Regions from separate parts of the Sus scrofa genome. Here region 2 is linked to region 1. A link is a contact called in public HiChIP or PLAC-seq data. All regions are on one chromosome and are shown on one strand. The core of a region is the stretch at or near the end of the contact, and the rest is flanking DNA. Distances in the headings are between cores, read along the strand shown. Region 1 holds the start of KPNB1 (importin subunit beta-1). Region 2 holds the start of TBKBP1 (TANK-binding kinase 1-binding protein 1).

Region 1 (7,427 bases), core at 2,547-5,046:
CCAAGAACTCTTTTTTTTTTTAAAGGACCACACCTGCAGCATATGGAAGTCCCCAGGCTAGGGGTCAAATTGGAGCTACAGCTGCTGATCAAATTGGAGCCAGAGCAACAGCAACGCCAGATCCGAGTGGCATCTTCGACCTATATCGCATCTTATGGCAATGCCGGATCCTTAACCCACCGAGCAAGGCCAGGGATGGAACCTTCCTGCACCCTCATGGATACTAATCGGGTTCTTACCCTGCTGAGCCACAGCAGGAACTCCCACAAGAACTCCATAATGCAGAAGAACAAGGGGCATTCAAATTTCCTCCAAAAACAAAAACAAAAAAAACCCAAAACAACAAAACAAAACCACTGCACACAAAAACCATCGGCTCACTCTTTAAACACTTTGACAAAAAGCTAAACGTTTCTCATACTTTGCTAAGTAGATAAAAGCATGATTAGTGTCAATCCTATTTCACAAACTCTTCAGGCTTAAAAGGCCCAAGAGAGACCATGCACGTCCCCTTCTGATTCCACACTGTGGAGTCACGGAACGATGAGAATTACCCACAGCAGCAGTTCAACAAGAGCTAGGTACTAGTTATAGTTAACTAAGGAAGAATCACTTGGGAAAAGACAGTTCGAGAAAGAAGACAAATCAAATCTTCAAGTTAAGTTTAGATTGCAGACATCTATTACAGTCAGTTCTATCCCACGTAAATGAAAAAAAGAACTGACCTTCTCTAGCATGACCAAAAGGAGATGAAAGTTACTTACATAATTCTTGACTTCCCGTCGAGCATTAGCATCAATAGCAAGCCACCTCTGCTGATACTGTGCCTTGATATCTGGATCTTTCGACGTCAAAGAGTTCTTGATTTGTAGACCAGCTGCAACTCTGGCAACCTGACTGTTTCCTGGATTTGCCAGCACTCTGGACAGTTCCACAAGGAAAGTGGGCTGTTATGAGAAGACGTGAAAGAAGACTGTCTCTTAGGAATTTCACCGATGGAAGAAAGCATCGAAACAATGGGGAAAACCTCAAGTTTTTAAGGACACATTATAATGTCTCATAAAATGTCAAAATATCTACTTCAAGACTCCTATAAAAATGTTACTTAGTACATAGGGACGTCATCCTCCTTCTCACACAGATTCAGCATTAAACACGGAGTTACAGGTTCTCCTATTAACATCATTCTGAGTGCCAAATCTTCACATTAAATTCCACAGAATTAAAGCAAGTTGGCAATCTGGTGGTCAGAAGACTCTTCTATGTATCTAGAACAGTACTTGGTACTCCGTAAATTATTTTTGTTACATAAATATGTTATAACAGAGTAGAAAAAATTGTTTTAGATTAAAAACATCTTAACCCAAAAAGAATGATACTCAGGGGGGCTTGGGATCTCATGGAAGCAGGTAATCTTATCGAAGAGAGAAAAGTACTTCAAAACTTTAAAACACAGGCTTAGGAGGCTAGCTGTCTCTATTTTATAGTGTCTCAGCAAGAGACTAATAATGAAAAAAAAATTACAAGGAAAATGTGCTAACAAATATTTAGAAATAGGGAGCAACTGAGAAAATAAAAATGTCAAGGAAAATAATTTTATGTTTACTAGTCAACAGTTAAAACACTAAAGGTTACTATTCGTTTTGGTTCTCAGTTGTTCACCAAACACAGTGGATTCTTGAAAATAATAGTCAATCTTTCGTACTGCACAGGCCCCCAAAACTACTATTTTTGTTTAAAATGTTTAACACACATTCTTCTTCCCCACAAAAAGCTCTCTCCAATGGAAAAGCTAACAGGAAAAACCAAAAGCAGATAGTTTCTTACCACTAACAAGTTCTGCAGTTACAGCGGAAGATAATTCTTAAGTTTTATTAATTAGGTACCACTAAAGAATGTTAAGAATGATGGGAATAAGATAAAATGCTAGGAATAAGATGAAAGCCGTCTTACTTTAGCAAAAGCAGAAACAGGAATACACATTAAACGGAAATATGGGTCTATGCTAGTAGATAAAAATCTTTTCTATGGAAAGCTAAGTATAAAAAGGTTGATGGTAAAAACCAGAACGTGTAAGGGGGAAAAAAAAATCCAAGACAATTCAAAGGCAGTTTGTAGAAAATAAAAAAACGCCTTGTCACTTTTTTTTTTGGCTTGCCTAGATAACACAAAAGAACACATTTGGTTACAGTGTTATTTAGATCTATTACCTATTACCTTTAAGAGACGTATTATCCACCGTTCTCTTTGCTCCCCACCCCCCAACAGGAGGAGGGAATCCAAGGAGAAATATTACTGGCACATAGGCTGTTTCAGTCAATCCATCTCTCGATTTTATACAGAGGTCCAGTCTCTAGTGGACTTAACACTCATTTTTTTTCTGTACCCCCTAAATTTGAAACCATGAAAAACGAGGAACTTTCCTCTATGATTTCCTCTGGAAACAGGCCCGATCTCAAGGATAAGCCTCAGCCTGTTATCTGGGTGCAGATGAAGTCTCTATTGATCGGGGCCGGGGGAAAAAATTCCCCTGGAGAGGAATAACCCGTCAAGAAAGGGAAAAACATTGCCGGAATGGGTAAAAAGGGATTTGGGTGCAGGCCTGGCCAGGAGCACAGACCAAGGGAGAAGGGAATGGGTAGGGCTCTGGGAAGTAGGTGGAGAGAATCATAGGGGTCACAGGACAGGAAGGAGGAGGAGGCCGGGGTCCGAACTGGACGGGCAGCGGGGCTCGGAGCTTCCACATGGCCCCTAGGCCCGGCTCCCCCACCCCCACCCTTGCTGAACACGCAGCGCCGCGCAACCTAACTTCCCTTCCCTCGCTCTTTCTCCCTCCTGCTGCACCGCCGCCCTCAGGCCGCGCGGCGATTGGGCGGCAGTCACCCCGGCGCGCCGCGCCATTGGCCAGGTGCCGGGGCCCGGGGCGGGACACACCCACCGGCTTCCCGACGGAGGGGTTAGGTTGGACCGGGGGAGGGGGAGGGGGACGGGATGGGGCGGGGTGGGTTCCCGAGGCCTGGGCCTCCAGGAGGGCGGGAAGGCCCGCACGCAGGGGATGGGGAGACGGGCGGGATGGGGGACGGCGGGGTGGCACGCACCAGGTTCTCCACGGCCGCACGCTCCAGGAACTTCTGCGCCGCTTCCAGTTCCAGCCGATCTGGGGGGAAGGAAAGTGGGAAAAGGGACAGGTCAGAGGGGCCAGGGCTTCCCCTCCCCCCACCCAATCACCTCAGCCCGACCCCCGGCCCCCGCGTCCTACCGGGAGACACGGTCTTCTCGAGGATGGTGATCAGCTCCATGGCGGAGGTGGTGGCGGCGACTCCTCTTAAGACTGCTGTCCGGCCTCTCGGGCGGCGGCTCCAACTGGGGATGGGGGTTGGGGGTCGGGTGGGAAGGGAGGGTGGGGTGGGGGGCGGGGGTCACCACAATCCCATTCACTGGCTCCCTCTTGGTAGTCGCTCCAGCTCCCTTTCCTTCCTCCTTTCCTTCCTTCCTCCCTCCTAATTTGCTGCTGGCGGCGGCAGCAGCTGCTCCTCTGGCGGCGGGGGAGGGACCCCGGGGGCAGCTTTGAGCGCGGCTGGTGCTCGGGTGGCGGAGGGAGAAAGAAGGGAAGGGAGGCGGTAAGTGAACGGCGGCTCGCAGGGAGGGAGAGAGAGGGAGGGAGGAAGGCGGAGGGATATTCGGGCCGGACCTCTCCGCGGCGGCACCGCGCTCCATGTCGATTGGCCACTGCCGTGGCCACGCGGAATCCCCAATTGGCCAGGCGGTTAGCATTGAAGGGCCGCCCTGCGCCCATTCGCCGGCTGGTTTCAAGGCCCGGGTTGGCTGGGCGGGCAGTGGGATGGAGCGCGTGGATTGGCCGAGGGGAGGGAGGTTGGGGTGGGGCAGGCCAGAGCCGGCCGCTGATTGGGTTGGCCTGGTAAAGGCCTTCAGCTCAGGCCGGCTGGGCGCCGAGAGGAGGGTGGACCGAAGGTAAGACTGTAGGCCCGCGTGATTGGCTGGGCTATTAGACGTTGATAGGATAGGGCACCCGGGAGAACTGGGGAGAAGAGTTCGGGGTCGGGGCCGCGGAAAGGCGGGAGGTGCCCCACTGCTTTAGAAGCCCAGCGCGGGGCACGATGGGACGCCCCCGGGAAGGGGCGGAGCCGTGTCCGGGTTGAGGTTGGGAAGCGCCGTCACTCGGAGGGGCGTGTTAAAGAGGGTTTCGCGGGCTCGAGCGGGGGAGGGGGGACCGTTAAAACTGCACCGCACCCACAGGAAGCTGCTTTAATGGCTAGGCCTACTTGGTACCAGACTCTTGGTTGGGAAGGACCTTGAAGACCATGCCGTTCAACTTCCAGTTTGCAGATGTGGAAACTGAAGGCCAGAGAGGGTATGCGACTTGTCCAAGGTTACTCAGCCAGTTAGTGGCCTGGTTGGGACTGGACTCAAGCACTCCAGACTACCGTGGCTTTTACACGCAGCACCTCCAAGGGGGTGAATGCAAAAGCAGTCCCTTTGGACATATGTATAGTTTGAGGCCTGTGCTGTTGTGAGACGTAACACGTGGGGTGGACACTTGGATTCCCCTTAAACCCTCATCCATAAGCTCTCGGGTACTTGAAGGAATAGAAATGTTTCACCCTGGAAGGTACCTTTTCTATAAAGGCACAACCGTGTACCAGAGAAAATGTGTGTACAGCCCTAAAAGATCGCCTTTTTTTAGTTATAAGCCCTGAGACAAACTAATGAAAGCCTTTCCTTAGCAAAATGTGCATACAATTTCTGGACTTCCCTTTAGATTGGGAATGGGCTCCAGGTGAAGAAGTTGCTGAATGGTTACATTTTCACCATATTGACCTAGGGTTAATAGAATGTAGCTAGCTGACAGATCTCTTCTCTGCATTAGCTCGAGCTTCTGAAATAATTGCCCTACTCTAGCCATACTGGGAAAACCTAAGAGCAACTCTGGCCTTGCTGTGAAGTTCCAACTAAAAATTAGGAAAGGCTGGCCAGCTACCTTTAATCCTTGAAAGAAAAGAAAAGAAAAAAAGACATTTTTCTCTATCAGAAATATCTGAGTTCTGGAGTTCCCGTCGTGGTGCAGAGGTTAACGAATCCGACTAGGAACCATGAGGTTGCGGGTTCGGTCCCTGCCCTTGCTCAGTGGGTTAAGGATCCGGCGTTGCCGTGAGCTGTGGTGTAGGTTGCAGACGCGGCTCGGATCCCGCGTTGCTGTGGCTCTGGCATAGGCCAGTGGCTACAGCTCCGATTAGACCCCTAGCTTGGGAACCTCCATATGCCGCGGGAGCGGCCCAAAGAAATAACAAAAAGCCAAAAAAAAAAAAAAGAAATATCTGAGTTCTGAAGCTGCAAGTGTGGGGACACTATTCCTTGCTCGTCCTGTGCCTGCTTGATTTCCCATGACTTAGCTGTCCTCCAAACCTCAGCCTTTTGCTTCACCTTTCAGCTGAGGAAGAACTGCCCTCTGTGTGTGATTTTATTACGAATCAACCAAGTTTAAGTGAGATGACATTCTTGAAAATCTCTGAATTGCCTTGATGAGGATTTCCCATACTACAAATGCTCCACAGTTCTGTTTCACTCCAAGACAGCTTTCTCCTGTCCTCTTACCAATTTGTTGAGCTACCTCCTCTGCTCACCATCAGTCATGATACTACCATTGATGGCAAGTGGATTTTTAAAGTAGCTGGAATAGGAGTCCGCACTGTGGCTCATCGAGTTATGAACCTGACCAGCATGCATGAGGATGCACCTTTGATCCCTGGCCTCACTCAGTGGGTTAAGGATCCGGTGTTCCTGTGAGCTGTGGTGTAGGTAGCAGACGCGGCTCAGATCCCATGTGGCTGTGGTGTAGGCTGGCAGCTGCAGCTCCAATTCGACCTCTAGCCTGGGATCTTACACATGCCTCAGGTGCTGCCCTTAAAAAAAAAAAAAAAAAAGTGGTTGGAATAAAATGCTGGGAAGTAAATGTTTTGCAGCAAAGTTCCAGTCAAACGTTAAGATCCTTACCACAACCCAACTGAATTGATGTTTTAGTTGAACTAAGGAGGGTGCTATCTAGTCCCTATCAGAAGCACTCAACATTGTCCTGCTCTCAGCAATTGCTGCTGAGGCGCTGTAATGTGTTTAGCACTCAGAATCCAGAAACTGACTGCCTGAGTTCATAACCCAATTCTTCCACTTCTTAGCTTGTATGATTTACTATAAGTAAAATGGGGCTAATAATTGTACCTGCCTCATATGGAGCTTTTGGGAGGTCTTAGTGACTTTATACATGTTAAGTGTGCCAAACACCTGGCGTATTGCATATGTTATGTGTACATAGGCTATTATCTGCTTAGCATCTATTTTGTACTAAGCGAGTGGTTCTTGATCCTTGGCCTGTTAGAGAAGAAAGACTTTAATCAATCTCACAAACACATGTAAAGTTGTAAAAGTGAGAGATGCCAAAGAATGACCTAGCTTGGGGGCTCAGGAAATGTGTACCTGAGAAAGGGAAGAGAGTTATTCAGGTGAAGGGGGGATGAGCAGGTACAAAGGTCCTGTGGTGGGAGAGAGTTTGGGGATTATGAGGAGCCACAAGAAGGCCAGCACCCCCGCAACAGAACAAGGGGTTAGGATCAAGCTAGAGTGTTGAGTAAGGGAAAAACCCATATGAGACCCTTGCATGCTTTTGTCTGTGCTCTAAGACCAAAGGCAGCTATTCAAAAGTTTAAAAAAGGTTGGTGTTCGTAATGTGGAGATTAGACTGGAAAGAGGGAAGAGCTGATGCAAGGAGACTGGTTAGGAGGCCATTGCAATAATCCAGATATGAGGAGTTCCCTGCGTGGCAGTGGAAACGAATCCAACTAGGAACTACAAGGTTGCGGGCTTAATCCCTGGCCTCGATCAGTGGGTTAAGGATCCAGTGTTGCCGTGAGCTGTGCTGTAGGTCACAGACGTGGCTCAGATCCTGGGTTGCAGTGGCGTAGGCCAGCAGCTGCAGTTCTGATTTCTCTAGCCTGGGAACAGAACAGCCATGGGTGCAGCCCTAAAAAGAAGAAGAAAGAAAGAAAAAAGAAAGTGAAATTAAAGAGAGACACTGGGTTTCAGTCCTACTCTACCACTTCTGCTGTCTGATCCTGAATAAGTTACTTAACCTCTTAGATCTGTGAAATGGGTGAATCTCTGCCATTGGTTGGTCTGATCATAAATGGGAGCCTTTCTGTGAGGTGCTTGGTGCAAGTATCTTGTGCTGGGAGAAGCTCACTGCTCTCTGTTAAACAAGTGACTTCGTGAATGGATGAGATCAGCTGGCATTCCATAGCTCAGTCCCCTCACTAAGTCTTGTGCTTATGTGTAAGAAGACCAGCTGCAAGGGGAGAAGCAGTCAGACTATGACCCGATGCCTTTTCCTCTTGGGCAAAGCTGGCTGACCTGAGAGG
Region 2 (7,427 bases), core at 2,928-5,427, 37 kb before region 1:
GGCCCAGGTCCATCCCAGCAGCCACAAACACTTCTGGTCACCTCTGCCCTTACCTACACAGCTTTCCCGCACAGTGCCATAGGTACAGGGTCAACTCAGAGTGAGACCCAAATGAACACACAGAAATACAATGTTCTACAGGGCCACTTACCCAGTCACCTCCTGTCACTACATGGCCAGGAGGTACACAGAGTCATTCACAACCTGTATGACACACCCAACCCCACTGACAAGGCCAAACGGGCACTCATACACAAGGACACAGCCAGGCGCATACCACAAGCACACAATCACACAACCAGGGCCACCCCCTCAAGTGCCCTGGTTTTCTGGACCTCACCATCTCCCCCAGCTCCGTCTCCAGGTCACTCTTCTCCACGCAGAGCTTCTCGTAAGCCTGGATCATCTCCCCGAGCTGTTCTTCCTGCTCCTTATTCTTCTGCAACTGGATGGGGCCCACAGGGGATGGGGTGCAGCCACAGTCAGGCTCGTCTTTTTTTTCTTTTTAGGACCGCACCCATAGCATGTGGAAGTTCCCAGGCTAAGGGGCCAATCGGAGCTACAGCTGCCAGCCTATGCCACAGCCACAGCATCTCATGGCAACGCCGGATCCCTAATTCACTGAGAGAGGCCAGAGATTGAACCCACATCCTCTTGGATACTTGTCCTGTTTGTTTCCGCTGCGCCACAACAGGAACTCCCAGGCCCATCTTGACTTGGGGGTAGAGCAGCACCCTGTGCCTCCCACCTCTATTCCCAGCACCCAGTGGAGGGGCAGGAGGAGCCGCAGCTGGTTCTAGGGAGGACCATGGCCATCTCTGATCAAGGCGACAGAAGGCCAGAGGATGTGGGGTGGAGGGTAGTGGAAAGTGATTGGAGCAAAGAGCTCAAGGAGGGCTCACCTCGCGCTGGAATTGGTTGAGCCGTTGCTGCAGGCTGACTTTCTCCACCTCCAGCAGGGAGCCATCCTTGATTTCATACAGAGAGAAGCCGTGCTCCTCGCCAAAGTCATTGATCAGCGGGTACTGTGGGTAAGGCAGGCCCCCAGGAGGGCTTCAGCCTCACTGCACTCCCATCCCATGACCGGCCTCAGCATCCTCGCCTCTCCCCCCCCAACTCCAGTGGGATCTGTACATCCCAATTCCCACTGCCTTTTAGGCGCTGCCCACCAACCAGGTTTTTTTGTTTTTGTTTTTTGTTTTTTTCTTTTTAGGGCAGCACCTGCAGCATATGGAAGTTCCCAGGCTAAGGGTCAAATCCCAGCCATAGCTGCCGCCCTCTGCCACTGCCACAGCCACACCAGATCCGGGCTACGTCTGCGAGCTATACCACAGCTCACAGCGACACAGGATCCTTAACCCCCTGAGCGAGGCCAGCAATCAAACCCATGTCCTCATGGATACTAGTCAGATTCATCACCACTGAGGCGTGATGGGAACTCCCAGATCTTTTTTATTTTTCCTTTTTAAGGTTTTTAAAAAATTTATTGTTTTTTTAATGGCCTCACCCGAAGCATAAGAAAGTTCCTGGGCCGGGAATCGATCCCGAGCCAGAGCAGCAACCTGAGTTGCTGCAGTGACAATGCCGGATCCTTAACCCACTGCACCACAAGGGAACTCCCAACCAGACCTTTTTTAGACCCAAGATCCAAAGCAGATCCTTCCCAATCCCTTCCTGATTGGTGCTGGGCTCTCCAGAGCGGCTACATCCCTCATGAGGGACCCTCAAGTTCCCAAGGGTCCGTACCCTGGCCTCTCTTTTGGATCCTGGGAATCTCTGCTGGATCCCCAGTTCCCACCGCCCAACAGTGCCCTCCCCTATCACACACACAGCCAGACCCCGTCATCTCCAAGTTCTGACCTTGATCTCGTAGACTTTGAGGCGGCGGCGGAGAGTGGCATTCTCCCTCTCCAGGCCCCCCAGCCGCTCCTTGATGTCTCCGTAGGCTGTGATCAGGGCAAAGTGGGAGGCGGAGCACATGTCCCCCCCCAGCGAGGGGTCTCCAGGGGCATCCAGCCACACCTCACTGGGCCCCAGGGCCTCCTGGGTCAGGATGCTGATGTCATCCTCAAACATGGACTCCATGGCAAGGGTCTGGGCAGCAGCCCACCCTGGGCCTCCTGGGAGAGCAGGAGCAACGGTGGAGAGGGTGGCCCAGAGGTTGTCCCTGACAGCCCTTGTCCTGGCCCGAGGAGCCCTGTGGCCAGCTGAGATGCAGCCTGCTCCTGCCCCTGGGTCTCAAAGCCCCCTCCCAGGCTGCTAAGCCTCATCTTCTCTGTCGCCTTTAGGGGAAGAGGCTGGGACCAGGAGTGGGTGAGTGACAAGCAGAGACAAACAAGGCCAGGAGCAGGGAAGGGCTCCTTCCGGAACCGCGGGAGACCTGTGGACGGGAGAGGGTTGCCTTCCCAGCACAGGGGGCCCAGCTGGGGCCCGCTTAGACTCACTCCTCAGCCCCTTCTCCACCCCAGGCCGCACTTCCCCAAATACCTCTCTGCCAAGCTCCTCATGTCAGGCCTCTGGCAACCCTGGCTCCTCCCTAAGGAAGGCCCAGCGCTTCTGGGAGGGTCAGTCCCACCAGCACATCCTCTGCTGGGCCCCCGCCCAAGTTCCCAGCTTCCTCCGGTAGGATCCCAGAGTTCAGGAAAAGGAAGTGCCTCCCCCACTCGCATGAAGCAGGGTGGTGGTGTATGTGGCAACCCTCCAGGCCCTCCTCACCCTTGACTTGGGACCCACAGGAAGGCCTCGGCTTGAGTGTCGTGTCCGAGGGGTGTCTGAGGGAACCCAGTGGGGAAGGGGGTTCTGGGAGAGGGCCTGGCACAGGTGAAGAGGAATGACAAAAAATTCCTAAGCCTGGCCTGTGTGCCTGCACAGAGGGAAATGGGGAGCCCTGGGAGGGGGCAGGAATGACTCAGGGCTCCCGAAAGAGTAGGCGAGGGGGTGCGTGTGTACTTCTTCTGGCCCTGTTTATGAATGTGTGTCTGTGGTTGGCATGTGTGGGGGGAGTGTGTGCGTCTGTGAATGAGTGTAGGTGTGTCACAGTCAATGAGTGCCTTAGCGGGGCTTCGGGTGGGGGTCGGATGGAGTGGGGAAGTGGCCAGGAGGCCGTGAGTGTTTGTGTGTGCGAGTGTGTGCACGCGTGCGTGAGCGTGTGTGAAGGGTGGGCACGTTCGGGGCCGTGTGTCACGTGAGGCACTATGGGAATGTCCGAGGTGTGTGCGCGCGCGCCGGAGCGTGTGTGCGAGTTAGGAGAGGGGGCTCCCGAGGTGTGAGTTGAGGCCGTGGGGTCTGCGACCCCCAAAGCCTGGCAGCAGGAGCCTGGGATGGGGAGGGTTCAGGCCCAGGCTCCAACACCGCCCCTCATGAAGTGCCAGGGGAACGCCTGTGACCGGGTCTGAGCGAGGAGTGTGTGCGCGTGTTTGTGGGGCTGGCCCCACCTTTAACCCTCTCCTCCCCAGGCCCATCCTCTCTCCCCCAACTCCGCTCGCCAGCGCTCACCACACCCCCGGACCCCCGCGGCCCGCCACCTTGGGCCCAATCCCACTAGCAGGGGTTCTGCCCCCAGGGCTGCCCCGACCCGCGTTTGCTTCCTCCGCATTCTCGCCTCTGCCCAGCGGCCCCGCGCCAGAGCGACGGCAGGCGGGTGGGGAGGGGGGTGCCTCCTCGGGGCCCCCGGACCCCTTCTGCGGCCCCTTTAAGAGCCGCCCTTTAAACCCCTTTAGCTCGGCGGACAGAAATTGTCGCCCCTCCCCTCTCGGGGGCCGAGACCAGGCAGCCCCCTCCCCCACCGCTGCCGGCCTCGCCCCGGGCCCCCCGGTCCGCTGTCCCCGCGCCGGGGAAGGGGCTCCAGAGGCGGCGCGGCCTGAGGAGCGGCGGAGAGGGGGGAAAGGGGGATTGCGGGCGGCCGACGCCGGACCCTTCCCCTCCCTGCCACCCTGAGCCAACTGCAGGCCAACCTCCCGCCCCCTCCTCCTGCCCACCCCGCGACCCCCGGGGCCGGCCCTGGGCACCGCTCCCCTCCCCCCCGCCCTGCCCTGCCGGGACTTACAGCTGCTGCTGGTTCCTGCTGGTAATCGCAGCTTACCCCCTCCGCCTGCTCCCTCCCCAGACGGGCACCGGTGCCCCCACCCCCCTGGCACCGCGCTCTGCTCTCGCCCTGTCGCCGCCGCCGGGTCTCTCCCCACCCCCCACCCCTCCCCCCAACCCCCCTCCCTCGCTCCCGCCCCGCTCCTCCTCCGCCGCCGCCGCCGCCGCCGCCGCCGCCTCCTCCTCCTCCCCGGCTGCTCCGGGTTTCTCCGGCTGGGAAGGCGCCCCCGACCCCGCCGCGGCCACCACCACGTGGCAAGGGGCGGCCGGCCCCCGCGGTGCGGTTTGGCCTGGCAGCGCGCCCGGCGCCCACCGGCTCCCTGCCGAGCGGCCCGCGCTCCGCGCCCCCTCCCCGACGCCTCCCATCGCAGTGTGGCGTGGCGGAGTGTGTGGGGGTGTCCGTGGACCGCGCAGGGGCTCAGGTGATGCTTTGGGATTTGCTTTGGGGCTGTATATTTTGGGGGAAAGGGAGGCTCTTTATTTGGATTGTTTTGGTCTTTGCTCTTTTGAGAAGAAAAATATTAGACTGATTCTTCATTGCTCTTGGGGGAGGGGGCATTGCTCTGATAATAAATACACTGGCCATAGGGTCCAGTCGGAGTGATTGGAGTTAAATCAGTAACTTCTTCGGAAGTGAGAATGAACTAAGTGGATTAAGGTTCATTTAGGAAGGGGGACAGCTTTCCTCTGTCGCACACACAGTCCCCTCCCCCAACACACAGAAGCACCCACAGGCCAGCGAAATGAACAAACAACAGATTTCACCCTTTCCACAAAGATTATTTGAGCACCTGCCAAACTGCTGGGCAGGAGTCACAAGTTTTTGCCACTTTCCCACTGTGTGACCTTGGGCAAGTTACCTAACCTCTCTGAATTAAATTGGAGATAATTCCTGACCTGGACAACTATGGGAGAGAAAAGGGGATCAGAAATAAAGGTGCTCCATGAATCCTTAGGGGGTGTTAGTGGTTATCCTCTGTATCCTCTGATGGATTAAAAAAAATGTGGGCAGAAGTATGGTCAGCCTGGTTGCAGTTAGGGAATGATCAGAGGACTCTGGCTAACCCCTGACCAGCCAACCCTGGAAGCAGGGTGTGTATGGGCTAAGCAGGGGGCTCAGCATTTAGCTCGAAGCCTCCCATCTGGACAGATGGTACAGGCTGCTGGGAACCTGAGCCTACTTTTTTGGATCCTGGGGAGGGGGGTGGTGCATCTGGAGGGGTCAAGAGAAAAGGTTTCTTAGTTGCTTTGAGCTTTGAGAGCAGCAGCTGCTGCCATCTTGCCCCACTACAGGGAGAAGACTGGACTGAAAGGTGAGCTCTGCCACCCAGGAGAGTCAGCAGGGGCTGTGTACTCTTTCTCTTCAAAGAAAGGGATTCTCCTTGGCTCCCTTCCTCCTCCTCCTTCTGGGTTCCCTTCTAGTCTCTCCTGCTAACTCCTGCTCCCTTTTACAGTCCAGAATGCCAGCTTTCTCTGAACCGTGCGAGACAACCTGCCTCTAGATAGGAAGGCTAGCTGGCTGGGTCACCTGTCACCCCACTAATCCTGAGGGCTAGGCAGGTGTCATCTCCCTTAAGGCTGCACAGGTTCTCTTCCAGAACTCTTAGAAGACCAGGCAAAAGATTGGAGGCTGGGCTTAAAGGTGTGGGGTTATCTCTGGGGCCTCAATAAGTGTGGACTTGGCCACCAACTGGACCTGAAACTGCTGGCAAGCTTTCCCTCCCTGGAAAGGGTACTGGGTCCAGGTACTGTCTGACCACATACGCTGTGGGATGAGTTGTCAGCCTCTAATGCTGCTGGGCTGCTCAGGGGTACAGGCCTGAGTCACCAGGCAAGGCCCAATGACTTATCCTGGAGTATAGGCAGTTGGTGGCAAAACCCCAACAGAGGCTATGCCTGGTTCAGGTGCCCCCTAAATATCTCCCCCAAATCTAGATCTGATCTCATTGCATTCTCTTTCTGGTTCTGTCATATATATGTGTATATATATATATATATATATATATATATATATATGTATGTATATATATATGTATGTATATATATATATATATATATTTTTTTTTTTGTCTTTTTTGTTGTTGTTGTTGCTATTTCTTGGGCCGCTCCCGCGGCATATGGAGGTTCCCAGGCTAGGGGTTGAATCGGAGCTGTAGCCACCAGCCTACGCCGGAGCCACAGCAACGCGGGATCCGAGCCGCGTCTGCAACCTACACCACAGCTCACGGCAACGCCGGATCCTTAACCCACTGAGCAAGGGCAGGGACCGAACCCGCAACCTCATGGTTCCTAGTCGGATTCGTTAACCACTGCGCCACGACGGGAACTCCTATATTATTTTTTTTAATGGCCACACCCATGGCATATGGAAGTTCCCGGGCCAGGGGCTGAATTTGAGCCACAGATATGACCGACACCAGATCCTTTAACCCACTGTACCTGGCTGGGGATCAAACCCTCGCCTCAGCACTGGCCCAAGCCGCTACAGTGAGTCTTAACCCACTGTGTACCGCAAGAACTTCCTGTTGCTCATAGATAGTTTTGAGAGCAGGGACCATATGCCATTCGTCTTTATATCCCCAGGTGCCCTAATAGAACCTGCTCACTATACATTTATTTATTTGACAGAGATTCCTTGAACACCTGTTATTTGCTGGATGCTGAGAGCACAGTAATGGGCCTGTCCCCGAGGGACCAGCATGTCTCTCTTGCCCTCTTGGAGCTTATATTCTAGTAGAGGAGTCAGACCAAAAAAGAAAAAAAGGGAAGTTAACAAATGAAATAATTACTGCAGGTGCGGCCCTAAAAAGCGGGGGGGAAAAAAAAAAAAAAACCAGAGGTCTCTCTGACTAGGTGATGTTTAAGCTAAATCTTAAAGGGTAGGAGGCGTGTTCCTGGTTGAATGAGTTAAGGTGAAAGAAGTGGTGTGACTTTGCATCAGTTGCTTCACCTCTCTAGGCCTATCTCTTCCTCTGAGAAAATGGGAGATTGGGCTGGATTCCTTCAAAGAACTCATGATATTAGCAGGGCTCATGATGGTAGAGACAGAAAGGTGAAACCTAGGATCCCGGTGAAAGGGGAAGGGAGGTAAGATGAAGTGAGAGGAGAAGGGGGAATGTGGACAGGGTGGACAGCTGGGCAGGCTCAGGTTATAAGACATTTCTCAGTAGCATTCATGGGTGCTGTGAGAGAGCACAGCACCCATGCCTCCTCCAGTGGCTGCTGGTAGGAGAGACAGCGCAAAAGCAGAGCCCAGGTCACCCCTGCATGTTTCCTCCACGCAAACCATCAGAGAGAGACTGTCTCCCACTCCTAGGACTCTTGCTCTGGAGAAAAACTTTATC

What was found. HiChIP or PLAC-seq counts read pairs in DNA pulled down with a chosen protein or histone mark.
Region 2: a contact with region 1 is called in an H3K27ac HiChIP or PLAC-seq map of alveolar macrophages. The contact joins the promoter of TBKBP1 here to the promoter of KPNB1 in region 1. A contact is called at or near these places in 1 of 5 promoter capture datasets (liver), 2 of 47 Hi-C or Micro-C datasets (embryonic fibroblasts and epiblast stem cells) and 1 of 2 datasets of contacts at active chromatin or transcription factors (alveolar macrophages).

Annotation. Positions count from the first base shown.
Region 1 is chr12:23,912,152-23,919,578 of Sscrofa11.1, reverse strand. KPNB1 (importin subunit beta-1) reads right to left here and starts at 3,796. Exons shown (of 22, transcript XM_003131528.6): 1 at 3,260-3,796; 2 at 3,099-3,157; 3 at 765-947. The coding sequence starts at 3,299.
Region 2 is chr12:23,949,716-23,957,142 of Sscrofa11.1, reverse strand. TBKBP1 (TANK-binding kinase 1-binding protein 1) reads right to left here and starts at 4,177. Exons shown (of 10, transcript XM_021067080.1): 1 at 4,046-4,177; 2 at 1,861-2,380; 3 at 903-1,025; 4 at 341-445. The coding sequence starts at 2,085.